Linked DNA regions of Gossypium arboreum: region 1 is linked to region 2. A link is a contact called in public Hi-C data. All regions are on one chromosome and are shown on one strand. The core of a region is the stretch at or near the end of the contact, and the rest is flanking DNA. Distances in the headings are between cores, read along the strand shown.

The links. Hi-C and Micro-C count contacts between places; a contact is called where the count stands out from the background.
Region 1: a contact with region 2 is called in a Hi-C map of leaf, with 4 times the contacts expected there. The contact joins the promoter of LOC108453701 here to the promoter of LOC108487078 in region 2. A contact is called at or near these places in 3 of 5 Hi-C or Micro-C datasets (all in leaf).

Annotation. Positions count from the first base shown.
Region 1 is chr10:101,103,022-101,109,566 of ASM2569848v2, reverse strand. It overlaps LOC108453701 (probable 1-deoxy-D-xylulose-5-phosphate synthase, chloroplastic), which reads right to left and starts at 1,766. Exons shown (of 10, transcript XM_053020482.1): 1 at 1,219-1,766; 2 at 823-951; 3 at 581-745; 4 at 332-482; 5 at 1-81. The coding sequence starts at 1,356.
Region 2 is chr10:100,847,710-100,854,357 of ASM2569848v2, reverse strand. It overlaps LOC108487078 (NADH dehydrogenase [ubiquinone] 1 alpha subcomplex subunit 8-B), which reads left to right and starts at 1,581. Exons shown (of 3, transcript XM_017791308.2): 1 at 1,581-1,717; 2 at 1,800-2,040; 3 at 2,985-3,317. The coding sequence starts at 1,853. The coding sequence ends at 3,117. It overlaps LOC108487079, which reads right to left and starts at 1,545. Exons shown (of 2, transcript XM_017791309.2): 1 at 1,451-1,545; 2 at 1-72. The coding sequence starts at 70.

The DNA.
Region 1 (6,545 bases), core at 517-3,016, 260 kb before region 2:
GTCCTGCAGTCATAGCACCATCACCTATGACGGCAACAACATGATTCCTTTCACCTTTCAGATCCCTTCCCACAGCCATCCCTGTCCACCCGAAACATCAAGACAGTTAAATCTCTGAAGATCAAGTGAAACTAGGTTTGCATAACGGAATTGAAAATAGTATTTCACCATATCAAAAGCAAAAATTTCATTTAAAAAAACAACAAAATCGCATGTTAGCTAAGAGCAACATCAAAGAACTCGATAACGGTTCGATAAGAGTTATCTGGTTTCAATGTTTTAACCATACATATAATATGCAAAAAAGAATGCAGAAGGACTGGATTAATACCCAAGCCTGCAGAGATTGTGGTTGAACTGTGACCAGTCCCGAAGCAATCGTATTCACTCTCCGACCGTTTCGTGAATCCGGCCAATCCATTAGTTTGCCTCATGGTATGCATCTTATGTCTTCTCCCAGTCAAGATTTTGTGAGGGTAAGACTACAAATCAAATGAAGAATTTTTCCGAAATAAAGATCAATTGACCATCAGTCAACATCTTTCTTTTCTCATAAAACCAAGAAAAGCAAGAACCAAACCTGATGACCAACATCCCACAATATCTTGTCTCTAGGGGCATTGAAGACATAATGAAGAGCCACAGTGAGTTCAACCACACCAAGGCTTGAACCCAAGTGACCCCCAGTTTTTGAAACATTGAAAACCACATCAGACCGCAGTTCTTCGGATAGTTGTTTCAGTTCCTGCATGAAAAGTTCCCATATCATAATAATTGATAAAAGGCAAGGGAAAAGAACTTTATTTTTGGATGTTTTTATACCTTGACAGAGAGATTTTTCATATGAATTGGATAGTTTATAGTGTCCAAGAGAGGCGTTGCTGGTCTTTGGGAGTGATATTCAGCTCCTTCTGATAGTGATGCATAAGCCCCACCTGGCCTTTTTTTGACCTTTACCAAATCAAAACAAAAAACCACCAATTTTTTCAATTTATATTTATTTTAACTGAAATCTAATAAGTAATTGAATTCAAATCAAAAGAAAACCCAAATTTTGGTAAGATATCCATTTCTTATAACTAAACTAAACCCATTAAACAAAACTCAAAAACTTTACTTAAACAAAGTATTATCTAAAACAAGGAACGACTATAAATTCTGATAAAAAAATAAATTAAACCAGTTTTCCTTTTTTTTTTATGGTTATTTCATATGAACCTGATTGAGCTTCTTCAATGGCTGCAAAACCAGATCTGATCCACCAAGAAAATGGGAAGCAAAAGGAGTGGATTTTTGAGGATCTGAAGCTGCACCCCAGTTAATAATGGCAGGAAATGAAGATGCACAAAGGGCCATGACTAAAGACTATACAATCTCCAAAGAGCAATAAAGTACTGCAACTGCTGATTAAGAGCACAAAACCAGAAGAACCCAGAAAAGTTTCCACTATTTGAGTGCAAGAATGAAAGGCTATCCAATCAATGAAAGATTTATAGACAATTTGGTTATTGACTATTGCACCGTCATGTCACCCTGCTTTATTGCTTGATGATGGTACTAAGTGGATGATTGTGTCGAAACCTTCGTCAAGACTATATTTATATACTCTTATAAAAAAAAATAAAGGTTTTGTCTATAGCAAATGAACATCCAAACTTAAAAACAAGAGAGAAAAAAAAAAGGGCCTTTTTTTTTTCTCTGAAAACCCAAAAATTAATATTATTACATATAAATAAACTGTTTCTTCATTTGTATGTAAGAGGTTTTTATTATTACAGGGGAGGGGGACAGCAAAGAGCAATGTTCTAGGATTGAAGTTGAAGTGGCAGGTCGTTCTCTGATTGGACCACGTCAATGGAAAAATCACAAATGGATAGATTACGGCGTTAGAAGAAGGTACCTTTATTTTCTTTCCTTTTGTTCCTATTTCTTGAGGGAGGGTTGTTGTCTGTTATCGTTCTCAATCTGATCATTGTGGGCTTACGTTACTTTATGCTGTTGATGTGAAATGGATTATTTAACTTGGGGGTCTGGCTGGTATCGAAGGTCAAGCTAGAAATGTTAATTGGGGGTTGGGGGGTGGGTGGTGTTTGGATATTATATAAAATAAACATGGTTACAGTATACTCGGCTTACTTGAGATGTTTTCATCGTCAAAATATTATGAAATTTGTATTAGATATTTTAATTATTAAGTTTATTTTACTTAATTAATATTTAGATATTATTTATATTTAAATATTGCAATTATTAAATTTATTCTTATCAAATTAATATTTAGATAGTACACTATATTAGTTAGTTAGACTGAACTAAAAATGTTACTAAACATATAAAAAATATAAATTCTATAAAATAAATCAAATTTAAAAAACTTTAGAAAAATTTAGGGACCAAACACAAATTCATTCTATTTTTAGCCACTAACTATAAGATCAAAATAAAAATTTAAAAAAAAATCAAAGAGGTTTTAAATGAAATTTTACAAAATTCAAGAGGGTCAAAAGTCGTACCAACCCCATCTAAATTCACCCCTGCTCCCATCCATTGCATTACTTTTGTGTGTATTTTCATCCAATACAATTTTATTCACCATTTAAAAATATGACTCCAAACAATTCATAGATGGGTTCTTCACATTTGAATGGTGATGATTAATGTATTGGAAAGCAATGGATGAAAAAGTATTGGTCCAAGTCCCAAAGTAACAACCCAATTTTGTGGCCAGTCAAAACAGAGGTTTCGGGACCACGAATTCGACGTAGTAAAACTTGTTTTTATTACATTTTTATGGCCTACAGTTTTATGGAATGATTTCGTGAGAATTTCGTTCGAAAATTTTGACGTTGGAGCACTCAATTTAGCAAAAAGGACTAAATTGCAAAGAGTGAAAACTTGAGTTCTATATGCCAAAGGTGTCTAATTTCTAATAAATTTTAAATTGAAGGTCCTTAGATGATAATTAGACCATTTGTTAAATTAGTGGACAAAAATAGACATGAGGTAAGAGAAATTTTATGTTTTAAGATAATGGCATTTTGGTCATTTGGTAATTAAATGAATAAAAAGCCAAAATTTGTCCATCTTCTCCCTTCCATAGCCGAAAATTAGAAGGGGAGGTCATAGCTAGGGTTTGGCCACTTCCAAGCTCGATTATCAAGAGAAATAAGGTTCAGACCTAGATCGAGGGAAAAACAAAGTGTTTGACAATTAGGTCCCATTTCTACTATTTTTGTACCGAGGTAAGTTTGTATGTAAATAATGCATGATTTTAATTATGTTTTAAATACTTTATTATTGTATGAATTGAGATTGACCCTTGGATGAATTCGACAAAGTTTCGACAAGCGTGAAATCTCGATTGAACCTTAGGAATAGATAGGATACAAATGTCATGACATTAGGGTTACTAAGACTACGTGGAAGACTAGATCTAGGATATGGCATCAATATGAGACTACATGTAAGACCATATCTGGGATATGGCATCGATATGAGACTTCGTGTAAGACTATAGCTGGGCTATTGGCATTGACACGAGATTACATATAAGATCATATTTGGGATATGGCATTGGTACGATACCGTGTGTACGGGACTCCCGGGTATCTTTTAGTATTCCAAGTGGTTCAATGGGTAATTTACGAGTATGTCAAAGATGAATTGTATGTAAATCCAATTCAAGATGACTCAGGTATGTATAAAAAACTCATACGTAATGAGCTCGTTATGTGATGAGCCCTCAGTAAGGTTATGATTGAGTAAGTTATGATTTTAAGATCTTAATAATAATTATGTCAATCATCATGATGGTAATTGCATGTTCAGTGTTTAGATTTGATGCTTATTATTTGCATGGGAACTTACTAAGCTGTATAGCTTACTCCCCTTTCCTTTCTCTTATTTTTTAGTGTCACTAAGCTAGCTTAGGGATTGGAGATTGTCGGAGATCCACTAACACTATCAACTTATTATTTTGGGTACCATTGGATTCAACATTTTGAGTTATGGCATGTATAGGGACTTGGTCATTTTGTTATGTGTCATAATTGATTTGGCCAAATGTGTTGGCTTGTTGGATGATAATTCATTTTGTAAATGGCCATTGAAATTGGCTAATATTGGTTTAAGTATATATGCATATGATGATGTTTTCATGGATGTGGAAATTTACATGGTTTAAGTTGATAAGCATGTGATTTGTGCTATGTGAAACATGATAACATGTGAATAAATATGTATGAGACTTAGTGATGTGAATCCGGGCTTAAAGACCCGATGACTATAAGTAGAGATTGTGTCCGGGTAAAGACCCGATGACTATATGTGGAGATTATGCCCGGGTAAAGATCCGATGGCTATGTGCGAGAGATTATGTCCGGATTAAAATTACCGGCTTTGTGTGGAGATTTCATCCGAGCTAAAGGTCTCGACGATGATCCGGTTAAGTCCCAAGAGCATTCGTCTTTGGTGTTACATCCGGCTAAGTCCCAAGAGCATTCGTCTTTGGTGTTACATCCGGCTAAGTCCCAAGAGCATTTGTGTTGGTGTTACATCCGGCTAAGTCCCAAGAGCATTCGTCTTGGTGTTACATCCGAGCTAAGTCCCGAAGAGCATTCGTCTTTGGTGTTACATCCGGGCTAAGTCTGAAGGGCATTCGTGCCGATGATGTGTAATCAGCCTTCATGCCTAGCAGGCTTAATGTCGGTGATTCGAGCAAAGTTTAAGTGTTCATTACTATATGAATTCAAAATTAAATGAAAGGACACGTTTAAAGTGTACTTATATGATGTTTATAGACTTGGTTAAGTTATTTCAATATGTAATAACGAATGAATATAGGCACTATGTGTGCGAATGAATTGAGACAACGTGTGTGCGAATTCTTTAACCAAGCACTATGTGTGCGAGATCGGTCGATGGACACTTGTGTGTGCGAATTCTTTAACCGAGCACTATGTGTGCGAGATCACCGATGGACACTTGTGTGCGAATTCTTTAACCGAGCACTATGTGTGCGAGATCGATCGATGGAGCCTTGTGTGTGCGGATTTCGTTTCATGTAAGATCTCGTCTAGGGCGACGGCATTGATTTGTGATAGTGTGTAAGACGTGTTTAGTACACTGGCATCACTTGTGTTAAGCTTTATGCCTATTCGATTGTATCACGGGTAACTTTAAATATGAATGGATGTATTGAATGAACTAAATGTTCAGTGCGTGGAAGTTAATCTTCTTTTGGAAATAAGTTAAGTCGAATATTTAGATATGATAATGTTATAAAGGATATTCATTAGGATGTTTAAGAACATGTATACTTTCGGCCATGTTACGGCTTATATATATATATGAATGAAAATGTGGGTTATGAATATCTGAGTTGATGTTATGTATTTGTTTTAAAACAAGAGGACGTTATCCTAACGTAGTCGCTAGTAAGATTTTCAGGGATGAAAATCCTTAAAGAGGGGGAGAGTTGTGACATCCCTAATTTGACTCTAATCAGAAAGTGGTTTCGGGACCACAAAACCGAGACATAAAAATAATTTAATATTCATTTTGATGCCTATAATATGTGTTAATTCATGTGTGACACTTTTGATGTTTTAACTTAGAGTTATAAATGTGAATTTCACTAAAAAGGGCTTAGTAGTAAACTTTGAAAGTATGATGGGGAAATGTGTGATGACTAGTTGATTCATGCATGCAAAATAGTGGAGTTGCATGTCAAATTTCCCCTTTTAATGTTAGTGGAAGGTAATGATGACTTTGTTTTGGCATTTTGTGCTTTGTATGTTAGTAAATAATGTTAATAATATATTTGTTTATATTAAAGAAAATGGTTTCATAAAATAGAAATAATAAAAGTTAATAAAATAAATGAATAAAATATGTTTGAGGTGAAAATAACAAGGCCATTTCTTCTTCTTCTTGCCGTGAGTTGAGAAAGAAAATAGAAACCTTTGAGCTTAGGGCATTCGACAAAAGAAGGCTTCAAATAAGGTAAGGTTCATGTTATTTTCTTTGAAAATTTGTGAATTTTGGTTGGTTTTGCAGCTTGCAACAAGACCCATGTGAAAATTTTTGTGTTCATGAAGCATGTAGCAATCGGTCATGAGCTTAATGGGGTATATTTTGTATGTTTGATGATTTTGGGAGGATAATTGATTCTAGTTGAGTATGAACAAACTAAATGTGCTTGATGGCTCAAATGAGCTGGCCAACGTTGTTTAAGTTCATGAATTAGGGCATAATTTCTTTCGGCAAACTAGGATAAATTGTAAAAAAAAAAAAATCTTAGCATTAATAGCATTTGCTTAATTGGTGAATTGAACTTTGAGTGGATAGGGTGAGCCCTTGTGACTATGTTGATTGTGAAAATCGGCAATGTGGGGGCTTATACAAAAATTAATGTGTATTGATAATAGTTGTATGAGAATTATTCAAATTAGCACCTAAGTGATAAATTGATTATGTAATTGGGTTGATTGTTGCATTCGACCATGAATTCAACTTGTCATTTGAATTGGTAGATAAATGCCGCA
Region 2 (6,648 bases), core at 332-2,831:
AGAAGAATCCAGTCCCAGCAGCCGAGACAAGACGGATAAACATAAAAGTCTTTTTCTTCTTGTCGCCCATCTCTATACATACACAAGAAAACACCAACCTAATCAGTACGAACGGATGCATTTTTATAACATAAACAGCACAAAACATCCATCCTTACATGCATGTTGTATATATGTATGAAGAAAACCGTACTTATTATGTTTTGCCCACAGTTATAAATGCACACAATTTAAACATGGCATCGGAGTGAGTGAGCAACGGATTTGAGTCCAAATGCATACCATGAGCAACAAAGAGGTCCAATGATAACACATAAAGCCCTCCACACCACACCATCATATCCCGCATCACTCAAAACATATTCAAGTGTTTACTGGCGACCAACAAACCTAGTCAAGTTGACAATTTCTTTTACAGAGTCCACCTCAGTGTGAATAACAAAGAGATTCTCTAGACAATGAATTTTATTTAACTTATAAACTTTGCAGAAGGGGGGAAGAGTTATAAAGTGTTAAAGAGACAAATAAAATGCTCACACTAAATTTGGGATTAAAAAAAAAGATAGCTGCTGTTGCAAATAAGAATAAATTAAGTCGGAATTTATTCTAATATTCAGGGGTTTAAGACACTTTTAACGATTCTAAGGTCTGGAATTCCCTTTGACGAGTTCCACTTGTTCATTATGGGTCATCCCACGAAAGAAACAGAAACAAAGGGAAAAGATCAGTTAAGTCAAACAAATTTCCTACAAATCATCCAGTGACTCGATCCGTAACTTGGGACTGTAACACAATGCCTTGACAACCCTGGCTCTCCAAGAGAAAATCATAAAATAATCACCTGGTTGCTAATCCATCACCATTTCAGCTTACTAGCTTCACCTAAGCAAGTCTAGAATGCAAAGGAAGTGAGCCTGATATCCAATCCTTTACTTCATTATATCAATCCCCCCAACCCGAGCAAATTATGTAATATTCAATGTCAAAACATCCTGTCCATTTCAAAACAAAAATGGATTCTAGCAATAATTCAGCACTGACAATCAATCACCAATTCTTTCAGGTTTAAAGGCATTATCTAAATGAGCCAAGGGACATTGCTCAAAATCATGCCTTTCTTTGTCATATCCAAAACCAACCCAACCCAACCCGACAATTTAAGTTTGATCATTGATGCCAAACATGTATAGTAATATAAAGAACGGTCACTCCAATTGCAATAGGCAAAAGAAGGAAAAAGGAAATTTCCTATGCAACAATGAAACGGAAAAGAAAAATGAAATCTTTTGCCTACACTTTTCAAGGGGTAAAGTCAATTCGAAGATCTCTACAAATTTCAGCAAATTCAACATTTTATCCATAAAAAAACAGATGAAAAACTAAGCAAAGAAGAGATCTAAGGAAGTCACTTTAACATTAAATCAAATCACAATAATTTAATTTAACTTACCCTTAAATTGTCTCGGAAAATGACTGCTTTGGTGATTGGCACAAAAGAGAAAAGAAAACTGAAGAAAGCAAGGGTTTTGGGATTGGAAGCATAAAACCCCAAAAAGAAACATGGAATGACGTAAATACCCTTCAAAGCAAAAATGAATTACCAACCAACTCCACCGTTTACGTCTGTTTAAACAAAACCTTAACTCTTCACTCTTGAGTCCTTTACAACCCTATTCTCTATCTCAGTGTTTAAGTGAAAACCCTTTACTTGATTAAGGTAAGAGATTAATTCCCAGTAATTTTTCCCTTTTTTTCATCTTGATTGATGAAATTTTGACGTCTTTTCATTGTTGATGCAGAAAGAAGCGATCTTTTTATTTTTTTTTATTTCTTTCTGGGTTCGGTGGCGGAAATGGCGAAAGTGGTGGATGCGACGGGGGAACCGATCCCAACGTCGTCGGTGCTGATGTCATCAGCAAAGCACATAGAGATTAAATGTATGTCCGAAAACGTGGAGTTCCTCAAGTGTAAGAAGAAAGATCCCAACCCTGAGAAATGTCTCGATAAGGGCCGCCAAGCTACTCGCTGTGCCCTTGGAGTGTAAGCATTTTTTTTTTCAATTTTCAGTTTTTCCCATTTTGAATTTCTTTGTGGGTTTTTCTTGCTCAATTGGTTCGTATATGACAATGTTGGAATTGAAAGGGAATTAAAACTGGGAAATGAAATTAACTAGGAAAATGTGTGATAATTAGGATTATTGGTTTTAATATCTTTGTAATGGAAATTTTGGAACAGGTTTTTTAGGAGGTTTTATACTGTGAAAGTGTGGTTAAAAGGATAGGGATAGGTCATTTCTCTCGAAAGTATCCATATCGATATAGGTACGGGCATATCCTCGAGAAACATAGGGTTTATCTCTTTGGGTAGGCGGGGCGGGGAAATGATCATCTCTCATTTGGTATCTTTGTGTTTCAATTAGCAATGGAAACTTCAAATGAATCCATGTTAAGTCTCCCTATGATTAGGCGAAATAGATTCATGTGTAACCGAGCCATTGAATCTGATGTTTTTTCTTCCTCTTTATGTTAGTTTGATTCTTTTTTAGATCTATTTACTGAAAACCAACTGAGTTTTAATAGGTTTTCGGCTTTCTGTTTGTGTTTGATTGTAAAAATGGGGCTTCCCACTTCTCCAATCAAGAGTAAGACATTTGCCGCATTCACTTGATTTGGGTTTATAGCATTTTGTAGCTTAAAAAATGCCTCTGAACACTGAATATTTTGCGGTTCTTACTCTATGTTATCGAACTTGGTTCGTGTGTCAAATATAGGTATGTTCCATCTTTATTCTTTTAAGCTTTTCTATGTGTTTGGAGGAACTTAGGTGAATCCTATCTTTGTACCCTTGTCCGGATATTTTAAAAAGCACATTTTTGGGGGGGAACTCAAAGCATTACTCGAATAGGTGACTACATTGTGCATTACTGTTACCCTTTCCGTTTCTTTTTTAATCTGAATTATGGAATGTTGGACCGCGTGGTGCAGGCTAAAAGATCTGTATCAGAGATGCAAAGACCCCATGGAAGCTTATGTGGGATGCATGTATTACTACACAAATGAGTTCGATTTATGTCGCAAAGAGCAACAAGCCTTTGAGAAAGCTTGCCCTTTGGACTGACTTCGGCTTTCAGCAGCAGCCAGCAGCTGGCACTCATCAAACACATTCTCTTTTCATGCTTGAATTATGAATAAGTTAGGTCCAGTTTGCATTGAACAAGAACTGTCCCATTATATATGCTTTCGGCATTGTATCCCCTCATGTATGGATAAAAAGACTGTTCTTGCCAAAATTCTCTTTTTTCTATTTTCATCCGAAAATGACTCCATTTTTTTAAACATAATTCATGATGAGTGTGATTCTCGTTCATGATCTTCTTCCCTTCATTCATGCATATCTTTTCCTTTTTTTTCTTTCTGATCAGCTGCTAAAGGAAATATATGCTACAGCAAACAAAACTAAAACAATAGTAAGTAAATTGGCCCTGTTGTATCCTCGTTTCGCTTTATTTGTTTATTAAATGGGATAAATATTAAAACTATATATGAATTTTGATTTTGTGTAATTTTATACATTAAATTTTAATTTAATCTAACTTTTGTAAATTATTAATATAACATTATTTTTTGTTAATATATTATACATAAATAATTATATTCATCAAATATAAGAAATAAATTGATGTATTTATTTCTTTAAATGTGTATGATTAAATCAAAATTAAAGTTTCAAGTATACATTTGAACTACAATTAGAGTTTCACATTTATAATTGCACCAAATTAAAGTTCATGTAAGCAACTGCACATTAAATCAAGATTCAAGTATAATTTTGAGATTTATCACTTTATAATTTGTTTCTTATTTGTTAGTAATATACCTAATAATCTCACCATTTATTTAACATTAGTTTCTAATGTTGCATGTGATTTTACGTGTTTAATTTTTTTATAAATTAAAATAAATAATATATAATATATACAATATATTTAATGTAAGTAATATTTAAAATAAATAATATTTTATAAATAAAAATTTGAAAATAGTATAGAAATTTAGAAATATATTAAAAAGTAAATTATAATATTAAATTAAAATTAAAAGTGGTAAAATAAAATGTATAAATTATAATAATGATTCATGATAAGTACAATATATATTTACACTAAATTGATTAAATATGAAATATATTTACATTAAATAATAACCACAGTTAATAATAGTGATTAAAAAATAATTATTGATATCTTATATGGTAAATTCCGTTTACTTTTTAAAAAATATCTCACCCGTTTAATCTTCATGATATTTACATTAAATTAATAGACATATTTAATAATAGTAATTAAAAATAATTTTGAAATTTTATATGATAAATATTTTTACTTTTTTAAAAATCTCTCATTTGTTTACAACTTAATGTATAATAATAATAATAACAATAATAAGGTAAAAAGAAAGTATAAAAGAGTAATTTAGATGTGTTCATGGGTTGAGTTCGAGTCGCCTAAGCATGATATAAATATACTTTATGCTTGCTCAAGTCAAATTGACTTGAATTTTGGGTTTAAAATTTTTTCCAAACTCATCCATATTTGTAAAAGGCTAACCCAAGCCCATTTTAAGCCCACCGATATTTTTTTATTTTTTAAGATATATTTATATTGTTTTATTTTAATATTTAATAATTTTATACATTTTTTATTTATTGAAAATTTTTATATAATCATCTTAACATTTTTTTATTAATGTTTACATTAGAGTAATATTATATATTTAGTATAGGTTTATTTTTTTAATGTGTTCTAAATTATATAATATATAAAAATAACATAATATAATGTATTATAAACTTAAAACAGGTCAGGTTGGGCCAAGTTTGGGCTTTAAATGTTCAAGCTCAAACCCGACCCATATTTTAACTAGGCTTAATTTTTTTCCAAAGCTCATTTTTTAGGCCTAATATTTTTACTCAAACCCTTTCAAATTTTAGGTGAGCCTTCAAGCCTGGGCAGATAGCTAAGCCCATGAACAGGTCTAGAGTACTTGCTTCGCACGGAATAAATAGCTTATAAAAAATTTAATTAAAACGATCTTGCATATCTATCCGATGCCATTTTTGTCCAGATCTTTCTTTTTGAGATTCTGATGCTACAAATTAATGCTATTTATAGATCTAAACTTAAATTTTAATTGAAATATAAGCCTAATGTTAATTAAGAGATAAAATCAATCTCTATTTATATACTTAGACTTCTATTCAAGTTATAACTTTATTTTTTATGTTAATAAATATGAAAATAAAAAATACTTATAAAAATAAAAAATCAGAATTTTTAAAATTATATTTTAACCTTAATTATTAATTATTTTGACTTATTGAGAGTGAGTATCCTTAGACTTTTATTCAAGCTATAATTCTATTATAGAGTTAATACAATTGTCACAACTTGTTTTTAAAGAGTTATAACTAATAATTTTAAATTAAATTATAAATATTTTTAAATGTCAATTTAGTAATATGGTGAAAAATAAAAGTTATTCTCATTGGTTCATTTTTTTCCAAACTCGTGCTTTTATATAAAATATAGATTATATATGATAACTTGGGAGGAGTAAAGTTTATAGAATTTGAAACCAAGCTTTATGATATGTTCCTATACACGGCTTATCATGACCATCTATTTATGTATACTTATATTAAATATTTTATTAAGTTGATGTCATAAGTTAACTAGACTTTAATTCAATTGTAAAATTATTAAATTACCTTCTCATATATAAATTAAGTTATATTTTTATGAGAGTATTTTTTTATATATAATAAATCAATAAAAATTGATAATAAGATTTAAACCCATGACACTATACATAATAAACATTTAACTTTGTTGTTGTAATCAAAGCATCAATTGATTTTTATATAAATCTTTAATAAATATATTTATTACATATTTTTTCACCCACATGATAGATGTTTATTTGAGATGTAGTTACTCATCAATGAAAGTCTTAACTCAAATGCAAAATTACCAAAATCCAACAACAAATATTATTTTGAAGTATTTTTATCTTATTTTATTTTATATAAACTCTAAAAATATATACATATAATGAAATTTAAACCCAAGACATTATAACATTCAATACCTCAACCAAAGTCATATTATTTTTATAAATTTATTAAATAATTTTTCTACCCAAATCAACATAATTTAATAATTCATTTGTTTTGTCCAGAGGTTCCTCACCGGTCTTAAAATTGGTTATTTCAAGTCTTAGAAAATGTAAAGAAAAAAGGACCCCAAGTTTTTTGGGAATGACCGGAACCAGAAAAAAAAAAAAGTACCATTGGCAATATCCTAAGCATAGTATCACTTGAGAAATCATATGACCGTAAATTTTTAGAGAGGAAATTTTTTTATTTAGGTTTTTTCCCCTCATAAATTTTTGTCGTCCAAAATGTCCTTTGCTCAAAAAGTGAAGTTTAGAGCTATGTTTCTACCTAGTTCTTCTGACGTTGTTTTCAACTAATATATTTTATTTTTTAATCTTTTGAAATTATATAATTCAGAATTTTTTTTAAATATCACAATTCATGCCAAAACTTTTTGGTTTATACTTTATAAAATATTTTCATGTAAAAAAAAAA